Regions from separate parts of the Nomascus leucogenys genome. Here region 2 is linked to region 1. The links are chromatin contacts, called in public Hi-C maps. All regions are on one chromosome and are shown on one strand. The core of a region is the stretch at or near the end of the contact, and the rest is flanking DNA. Distances in the headings are between cores, read along the strand shown.

Evidence for each region. A called contact is a pair of places that touch in the nucleus more often than the background predicts.
Region 2: a Hi-C map of a lymphoblastoid cell line shows a contact between it and region 1, with 4 times the contacts expected there. The contact joins the promoter of ARL4C here to the enhancer-like site in region 1. A contact is called at or near these places in 2 of 4 Hi-C or Micro-C datasets (both in a lymphoblastoid cell line).

Annotation. Positions count from the first base shown.
Region 1 is chr22a:134,452,743-134,457,647 of Asia_NLE_v1, forward strand. All of the region lies in intron 21 of TRPM8 (transient receptor potential cation channel subfamily M member 8), which reads left to right. Among named protein-coding and RNA genes, the nearest start is that of SPP2, 52 kb to the right of the region's middle. Within about 2 kb of position 2,014, the one cell type or tissue checked has an H3K27ac peak away from gene starts, as active enhancers do. A contact at or near this core is called in a lymphoblastoid cell line, where this site is marked.
Region 2 is chr22a:134,951,320-134,956,224 of Asia_NLE_v1, forward strand. ARL4C (ADP-ribosylation factor-like protein 4C) reads right to left here and starts at 2,834. Exons shown (of 2, transcript XR_004027865.1): 1 at 1,304-2,834.

The DNA.
Region 1 (4,905 bases), core at 764-3,263:
GTCCCCTGGCAGGCCTCCCATATGCTGGTCTTTAAGCAGGGTGATCTGCCATGCCTGATGCTTTGCACATACTTGTCCTCTGGATTGCCTCTTCCATCCCGAACTTCTCTTCCTGCCCAGTTCCTGCTTGCCCTTTACAGAGCCAGGAATTGTCTTTTGCCAGGATTGTACCTGATGGCCTGCCCACTTCACATAGAGACCCTTTGAGCCCCTATGGCACTCTTTTACTTGCATAGTAACAACCTTCTCTCCTTGAGAACGGTGAACTCTGGAGGGTGAAGATTTTGCCCGCCATCTCAGCACCTGGCACTTTGTGGGTTTATTCAATGAATGAAAAAAATGGGTTCTTACCCATGTTTAGTTCATTATTTAGTTATTAGTTATGAGCTTAGCTTCCTGGTGTGTTATATACTGAGAAGCACCAATGGTGAGTAACAAATCAACAAGAGAATCATCACGTAAAAGTTTAACATCTGCTCTGTGCCAGGTGCCTGGGCCATGAAGATTATGTGGCTGCTAGTTCCACATGGCCCTAAGGAGGGAAGGTGAAACTCTCCTTCACCACCTAGCTGGTGGCAGGGAGGGACTTGCGGATCCAGAAAACTGTCTGACTCACAGGCAGCCAGCCGATGTCCAAATGGTGTCCAAACGTCAGAGGGGCCAACATCTGAGCTGCAGAGAGAAGCAGCAGGTTATGGGTGATTATGTCTCCACAAGAGAGGGAGAAAGAGCAGACCAATCCCAAAACCTGAAGCAAAGGTGAGGGCGAAGTGGGATGGCTTCAGGCTTTTCCTTACAGTAATAAGATGTCATAGCTACACCGGATAGTCCTGTAAGAACTTACCACTAACTATATTTACAGACATTAAACAAAAAGACTAACAGCTGCTAAAGCCATGGCCTTTGAATTATGCTGACTTGGTAAACCTCAGCGAGGCACATGGTAAAATATTTAGAGCTTTCTTGAATCTATGCACGTGAGCTGTCTGAAGGAGCCATTCATGAGAACCGTGGCACTTTTGTAATCCATTACCTGTATTTTGATAATGAAATGATTGAATTTGGAGCTGAGCAAGATGGGAGCCTCGTCTGTCACTTTCAGGTGAAGGAGATGAAGTCCCAGCAGCTCAGCAGTCTGTGGTCCTGGCCGCGCGTTATCTGGTTTAACTCAGGTCTCTTCCCCACGAGGCCAGAGCCACTGCATGACATCCTACTCTTGCCCCAGTCAGTGCTTAAGTGTGACAACTTGCGACATCCCTGTCCTTGGGGAGCCTCCTCGATTAGCTCCGGCTTAAACCAGAGGCGTTTTCCTGGCTAATACCTGTCTGGGAACGCCAGAACAGCGAGAGACGCCGTGTTGTTATCCTTAGGTTAAATCCTTGGAACACTGTTTCTGATCATTGTTAAAGTTGTTCAGGGCTTACTCTGTGAGCAGATGGCCCCAGGCTGTGACCCTTCCCTGGCACCACATCAAAATACTCATTTAAAAGCTTAACCATACACAATGGCAACCTTATTAACTGCAATGCAAATGTACCCTTGGGAATTCTGAAGGAGTATTGGAGTGCTCTCTAGATGGTATTCAACAGAGAAAGGAAATGGACGTGAACCTCTGTGATTATTCTACATTAAAATTATCGATCACAGGACCTGTGTGGCTTATCAGAGGCAGGAAGTGAATTTAAAGTCAGTAAATGACTCCAGGTCGACTTACCAGGAGCTAGGGCATTTATAAGCATTGTGTCCTGAAGATAAGTTCACCCCATGCAGTTCTGAAAAGGACTCGTCAAACATGTCCTGCTGTAGAATAATTTCTAAAAATGTTCTTCAGATCTTAGGAGTAATATAAACATGCAGAAAAGTAGAAGGAAGAAAATAATGACCTGATACAAACTAAACGTTTGAGTGCTGCGTGGACAGTCTAAGGGAGGTTATTGAACTGGGGTGAAAAGAATAGAAAGAAGAGCGCAGATAATTGCAATAGTAACAATAGCTAATATTTATTGAAGCTTTCCCATGCTGGGCACAGGTTCAAGTGCTTTACAGGGGTCACCTTATTTAATTATTACTCATTTCTGTGTAGGTGTGTAGCTGGTGGGCTAGTTCAGGTTCTTGACTTCGGGACAGAAAAGAATTTGAAAGTGAGTCAAAAGCAAAAGCAAGCAAGTTGATTGCAAAGCCAAAGTACACTAGCAGCTGGTCAGAACAGGCCGCTCAGAGGCAAGACAGCTCTGTCTATTACTGGGGGATCTCCCTTTATGGGAAATTTGCATGATTATTCATGAAGGGGTGGGAAGGGGTATTGCTATTAAGCACGTTAGGAGTGGTTTCTTAGGCCCACATGTGCACTGGCTGTACATGCTAGTACATCCGTCGCATGTCTTATAAGCATTTTAAATCTCCACCCGGGGGTGTGCTTTTTACTATTATAATGAGCACAGGTCAGCCCAAGGACACTAATCACGGGTTTCTGTGCTTGTACAAATGTGGGGATTTTTCTCTTCTGCTCCCGCCTTTTTGCTGTAGGATGTTCTAACCACGAGCTCAGGATGTGGTCTGTGCACTGTTAGGCGGTTTGTTCTCTTCATCAATTTGACAAGTTTCTTGTTTCCTGTCAGGGGAGGCTCTGACCACCTCATCTAACCTGCCTCAGGTGCAGTCTTGTTGCCATTTTACACATAAGGAGTGGGAGGCAGAGAAAGGTTAAGTCCCTGCTGTTAAGGGAAGAGATGACATGAAAACATATGAATATAATATATATATAATAGAATGTAATACAAACAGCATGGAGAGGCTATTTGCAGAGGAGGGAGTTATTAATTGTGAGATTGTTGCCTGGGGGAGCCTAGGATCTGCAGCAGCAGCTAGATGGAGGTGATGTTTGCTTGAAAGATCATGTACCCAGAGCCCCGAGTGTTGGTAGGAGAGGTAGAAGCAGGAGAGATAATGTTAGTCTGGGGAGGAATCAGCAGCCGGGGAGGGTGGAAATGTAGGCAGGGGCTAGGTTATGGAGAGTCTTTTATGGTATATTAAAGAATTTGGACTTTTTCCTGAAGTTGAAGAGAAATGTCCTGGGTCTTCGTGCAAGTATATGGCACAGTCTTAGTTGGTTACTCTGTTAGCAATATACTTACCTGAATGATTAGCAATATACTAACCTGAATGATCAGTTCCAAAATCAGTGCGATCCAATCACTGGTCATCTCTTACTGCTGGCTGTTGTTGGCTTTGTACCTGCTTTTTTGGTGTTGCATAATGAGAGGGGAACCAGGATGTGTTACACAGTTTAACATACACACCAGCTCATCAGAGAGAGCAAAAAGTCAGTGTCACCACGGGCCATGGGGCAGTACTGGCTAGATACTGCCTGTGTGCTGGGGAAGGAGCGACAAAGGAAAACGCATGAAATTTACGCAAAGTTTGGAGGTGGTATCCACCTGATAGGGAGTTAGCTGACAAGTTTCTTGTATTTCAATGTATTTGAAAATTCTGCCATTGTTTTAGCATCTACTTTTTCTTTGTGAATTGTTTGCAGACTTGGCGTTCTGTTCTGTGGATCTGTCTTTGTATTTTGGTTTTTACTACCAAATGGCTTTGATTACTGAAGTTGTTTTTTTTTTTTTTTAGTCATTCTAACATCTGTTGTACAAGTTTCCCTCATTATTCTTATTCAAAACTTTTCTGGCATTTCTTGTATATTAATTGTACAGAGGATCCTAAGGCTTATCTTGTGAATTCTTTCTTCTTTCTCCTTCTCCCAAAAATTCTAGTGAATATTATTATGATGATGTTAGGTTTGTGGAATCATTTAAGGGAATTTGGCATCTTACTATTGAGAAGAAATGCTATGATTTTCATTTATTCAAACATATATAATTTCCCAGTAAAGTTTTATGGTCTTTTTCATATGGGTCTGGCAGATTCCTTGTTAATTTGTTTCCAGCCACTTATGGTGGGGGGAAAAAGTAAGGTACTTTTTCTATTATGTTTTTTCAGTGACTACTTTTTGGTACGTAGGAAGGTTATTAAAGTTTTCCTTATTTATTCTGGAACAAGTCTCCTTACTAAATTTCTTTTTTTTTCTTTTTATCATGTCATGGAAAATTCCTCCTCTTTTTTGTTTATTAAGCTCCTCTTTCTCTTCCTAATCAGAAAAGGATGTTATATGTTGCCAGAAGACTTTCTAGCAGCTATTGAAATGCTATTTTTCCTTTTGATCTAGTATTATGATGCATTGTACAAAAGATGAATGATATAAATGTTCTTAATATTTAGTCATCCTACTCTATGGTCGTGGTGTGTTATTCTTTTAAGGTACTTCTGGACTTCATTTATGTACAAAGCAATCTGAATTCTAAATGTCTGTTCCCTCTTGGTACCATTTCCACTCTCAGTGAGTTTCTGAACTGCTGTCCCTCTGCATGGCCTCTCCTTCTTCCTCCTCTCCTGTTCAGCTGAAGGTGCTCAGCTGGTTTCAGATGGACCTCAGCTGTCACTGCACGTCTCCAGCCAGCTGGGTGTTTGCCAGGGACAGGACACCAAGGGCACAAGATATCGCTGGAGATGCGTAAAGGGAAAATTGCAGAATTCTCTCAGGGACAACACCAGATGGCCACTGGTTGTCAAGGAGACTTTGAAAACCATCTCAGTTGGGGCGGGTGAGACCCTGGGCATGAGAGATGGTCTCTAAGCTGCTCTGATGCTTGCTTTACTGAGGGGGTGTCCATGTGCTGGCCCAGAAAATCCTTTTCTGCAGAGTTCAGTCTCCCCTTTACAGAATTTGAAAACAATGTCTACAGAATGTAAACATTGTTTTAGGAAAGCAGGTGGAAGCATCGCTCCTTCAGGAGCCCCCCTCTGGAGAACCCTCATGTCTATTTGGCTGAGTCCCGGACTGACTTGAGA
Region 2 (4,905 bases), core at 1,584-4,083, 500 kb after region 1:
GTTTTAAGTTTCCATTTTGATACTGTGTTTCAGGGTAAATGACAGCTTCTGCAAACCAAGACTCAGTCCTGATTATAAAGGATTTTTAAAATTACATTATTAAAAATATCTATTTATTCTTCTTTCACTTTATCTATTTTCCAAAGCCTCTTTCAAGTAAACTGTGAAGTGCCTGAGTACCAGTGACCATGACGTCACACTTTCTTTTATCTCAAGCACTCATTGTTGTTTGCATTTGCCCAAAGTGCTGGCTGGCTCCGAAGGCCAGTTCCCACAAGAATGAATTCGGAAAGACTTCATCCTTGTGTTTTTCCTTCTCTTTTAATTCCATGCAACGAGGTCAGCTTTTGCAACAAGGTGGGGTTTTATTTTTTTGGTGCATGACATCAAATACTCTAACGAGACATTTTTAATGAAATACTTAAACCAGATAGGCCACAATGAACCAAATTAGAAATCTGAACATGTCGCCACTTGCAGCATAAAGGAATATAAAAGGGCAGAGCAAAGTCTTTTTTCCTAAGGTGAATATTTCTAAGGTAAGTATTCATTTGTAAAAGTTTTTTTTTTTTCCAACATGTCTGAAAACCCATCATCACGCGGTTAGTATTACAAGAGACATCCCTTGGTTAAAAAAAAAAAAATCATCTTGCAATTCAGCACACACCTGCAGCTGGTGTGCTCATCCAAACCAATCAGTAGGCTAAGAGAATTTAAAATTCCACACATATGAGTCTAGGTATTAATGCCGATTACACAGTACAGAGGGAGGTCCCTATATTCACACACACACACCCCATCCAGCATTTACACCAAAAGCCTTACCCTTTAAACACCTTTAACTATCCTGCAAACAGTAAATGCATCATTGGCCACCACCTCCAATAGTTCGTCTTTTTTTTTTTTTTTTTAATTTTATTGGTCTCTTTGAGTGATAATGACCTACACATGGACAGGGTCCAAACCATCTGGAAGATGTCTGATTCCAGGCTGAAAAGCAGTTCTCAACAAAACTGGTCTCCTGCAGCCACCACAAAGCACCAGGAAAAGGGCATCTCCGCGGCCATCCCCAGCCAGGCAGCACAGCGCTCCGTGCCCACTGCACCGTCCCAGGCAGTCCTCTGATGACCCAAACCACCAGCTCCTCTGGACCCAGAGCAGGACAAATGAAATTTCAACAGGGGCCTGCCCTGTGACCGAAAATTACTCAGCTTCACAGCCCCTGAATGCAAGGAGAAGTGGTCCCCCCAGAACCAACATGCCCCCCCAGGTGGGTGCGCCCAGGGTTCTGGGAAATGCATACCTCAGGTAATTCACAGGTGCGATCCCCCAGTGGGGGCGGGGCAGCCTGAACTTCTGGCCCTGCAGTAGTAGGAAGAAATCGCCTTTGTCTTTCGGACAACTGAGCCTTCCACCTGGGGCTGGGAGGGCGGAGAGCAGGACCGGCTCTTCCACTCCCCACCGCGGCCCCCCGACCTGGTCAGTAGCTCTGGCGTTCAGACAAAAGGTCCCCTGAGCTGGGGGTGGGGGGCAGGTCGAGAGCAGGCCGGTAAATCAGCCTTCGCAGCTCCTTAAGTCACCAGTCCTGCATCTGGGTGCAGAGATTCCGTTTTAAAAATTCGAAGCATCGCTTTGGTTCGCTGTCTTTGTTCGCGGGCGCGGGTTCTCGCTCATCCATCCATCCATCCATCCATTCATTCTTTCTTGACGCACTCGCTCGCTCCCCGGTCGCTCCGGGCACATTACCGCTTCTTCTTCTGCTTGAGGGACTTCCTGCGTTTCAGGATCATCTCATAGAGCTTGTCCATGCCCTCGGTGAGGCCCTCGCCGATGATGGCGCACGCCGGCTGGACGTGGTAGGTGGTGGCCGGGATAAGCTCGTGCAGCGCCAGCTGCTTCTCGATCTCGGCCACCGGCAGCGACTTGGGCAGGTCCTGCTTGTTGGCGATGACCAGCAGCGGCGTGCCCTGGTTCTCGGCGAACTTGGTCACCTTGTGCAGCTCCGTCTTGGCCTCCTCCAGCCGGTCCACGTCCACCGAGTCCACCACGTAGATGATACCGTCCGTGCAGCGGCTGTAGGACTTCCACAGCGGCCGCAGCTTCTCCTGGCCGCCCACGTCCCAGAAGTGGCAGCTGATGCCCTTGGCCGTGCCGTTACTCAGCTTGATCTTCTCGGTGTTGAAGCCGATGGTGGGCACCGTGTTCACGAACTCGTTGAACTTGAGCCGGTAGAGCACCGTGGTCTTGCCGGCCGAGTCCAAGCCCAACATGACGATATGCAGGGACTGGAAGGCCGAGATGTTGGAGGAGATGTTGCCCATGGCTCCTGGCTGCGGCGCCGGCCACTGCGGCTGCGGCGGGAGGGCGCCGCCCCCCGAGCAGTCACGGGCCCGACGCGGCCGGGCGCACCTGGGCCCCGCCCGCCGCCGCCCGCACCGGCCCCGGGGCTCGGCGTCCTCCCCGGGCGCAAGGCTCGGCGCGCTCAGACGCCGCAGCCCCCGCGCCCTCGCCGGCCGGGCTCGCGATCGGCGGGCATCGCGTCTCTACGCGCGGCTTTGTCTCCCGCGAAGCCGCCTCGGATGTTCGGCGCAGGAGGCTCGCGCCCGGCGCCCTCCCCAGGCCTGGGCTCGCTCTGTCGCTTCCTCGGGCCGCGCCCCCGCGCTCCGGCAGCTGCCGGGGCTCTCCGCTCTCCCGGCGCCCGGCGCTCGCCTCTGGCCTGGGACGGCGCCGCTCCTGCGCCTGCTCCTGCTCCCGGGGCGCGGGTTTCCCCGGGAGTCGCTGTCCGCGCGGCCGCCTCACAGTCCCCGCAGTCCCCGCGCCGCCGCAGCAGCCGCCAGCCTGCAGCGGCCGGAGGGAGCCCGGACCCGCCCCCTCGCGCCCCGCCCCAGACCCGCCCCCGCCCCGCCCCGGGCCCCGCCCCGCTCGCCGCCGGGGGTCAGGCGCGGTCCTCCCCGCCCAGCCGGCCGTTTTCGCGCGCTTCGCTGCGTCCCCGCCGCCCCCCCGGCCCCTCCCGCGCCGCGCCGCGCCGCGCAGACACAATGGGCGCAGAGCCGGCTCTTCCTCCCCAGCGGCTGACGCGTTTGCAAAAATAGCTCTCGGCTCCCGGAACCCCCGCCCGGGCCCGAGCCCGCGCCCTGCCCGGCCGGGCCGCAGCCGTGGGCGACGCAGCTTGCCTGACGGAGTGGGTCCCGGGGTCCCAGCTCTGTGGGCGCGAGGCGGGGCAGGGCGGGCCCCAGGGTGACTGGGAGAGCGCCGCGCTGGGGAGTGAGGGCGGCGAGGTTGGGGCCTCCAAACCCCGGAAGGGACGGGACGGGGCTGGCCTCGGTGAGCTGCCAGCCTGCGCTCTGGAGCCAACGGGGCGCGTGCGCTCCCACCCTCGCGCCGCGGCCGTCGCTTGCCCCGGCCCCCAGTGACGCCCAAGCTCGCCTCCTGCCTGGGTTCCAGGGGGCTGCACCCGGCCAGCGCCGCCCTCCGGAGCCCAGGCCTGTGCCCAGGGCACCCTGGAGGCCCAGCCTTCTTGCCCGTTGGCGGCGGTTGGGGCAGGGTCGGACCTAGGCCGCGATGGGGGATTCGAAGACCTACCTGCCCCAAGTAACTCGGGACAGCTCACCCTCCCAGACACTCGCGTGGGCTGCCTCATTTCGTCCCCATCGACTCTGCTGACATCCCAGGGGAAGCGTCAGCATTTCGGGAGAGCACCACTTGCCACCCGACTTTGGGAACTGAGAACCACCTGCCAGCAGGTGAACTACTCCGCAGAAATGGCAACACCAGCCCCGGGGGCTGAAAGAAAATGTGTCTACAGCTTGGAGCTGGTGGCACAGTGGGTTACAAACACTGATATTCCACGGGTTCCACCTCCTGTCACCCCAATTCAATGGTTTTATTCTGGTTTGTAAACACGTAACAAATGTATATCCTCTCTGGGTGCGGAGAAAACTGAGTATATTATGGCAAACACAGATCTGGGGAGAGCTGCTCTGCAGGAGACAGTAGGCCGCAGCATGGGCGGCCGCATCTTCCCAGCTCTAGCTTATGAGACAGAACCGATGGAAACGGGGTTAAGAGGGAAGAAAATGAAAATGCTAATCATTTATGAATAAAAGCTAGAATTTTAGAGAAATACTTTATCACCTTCCGTTCACAAACCACGAAAAGACATATGATATCGTTGGTACCAAAGCATGTGAGAAGACCTCACCTGTAGAAGGAAAGACAAGCTACCACCACTGCTAACCTTGGAATTCCCGGGCGGCAGCCGGGGCGACCATCCACTCTCCTGACTGGGTCCGGGGATGGAAACGCAGTGTCAGTCTGGAAAGGACCCTGCCTATCATTCCACCCAACGCTGTCCAGTGAGGTAACAAGGCCTAGGCGCCTGTGACGGCTAAGGCAGAAACTAGAGGCCCACGGCCTGCTCCAGGACCAAGGATCTGTGTGCACAAAACTGGGCACCTGCCTGCTCTCTTCCTCACACTACCCACACGCTGTTTCCTTCAATGAGGAATAAAGCGAGCCACCCGAAGGATAGAGTTCAACAGAAAATATTGACTGCACCGTGCCACTTACTTCATTTTAAATAAAAATGGAAATGTATTCACTGACATCACTGAAAAGTCCTCTTCAGGCGTGGCTAGACCCAGGAGCTCAAAAGGAGTCTTTAGAGCAGGTGTCTCTCCAGCCCTCCTCCGTGTTCCCCTGTGTTGATTCTTTTTCCTTCTGGCAGCCTTGGACTCATATCCTTGGTTTAGATCCTGGAAAGGAAAAGGTACAACTCTTTCCCAATAACTCTAAACCAAAGCCTGGAGCACGCACCCTGGATCCAGGACTGCAGTCCAGGAGGAGGGAACACACCAGTGGATGTGGCCCAGGGGCTGAAATCGGGAAGGGTGGACAGAAGAATCC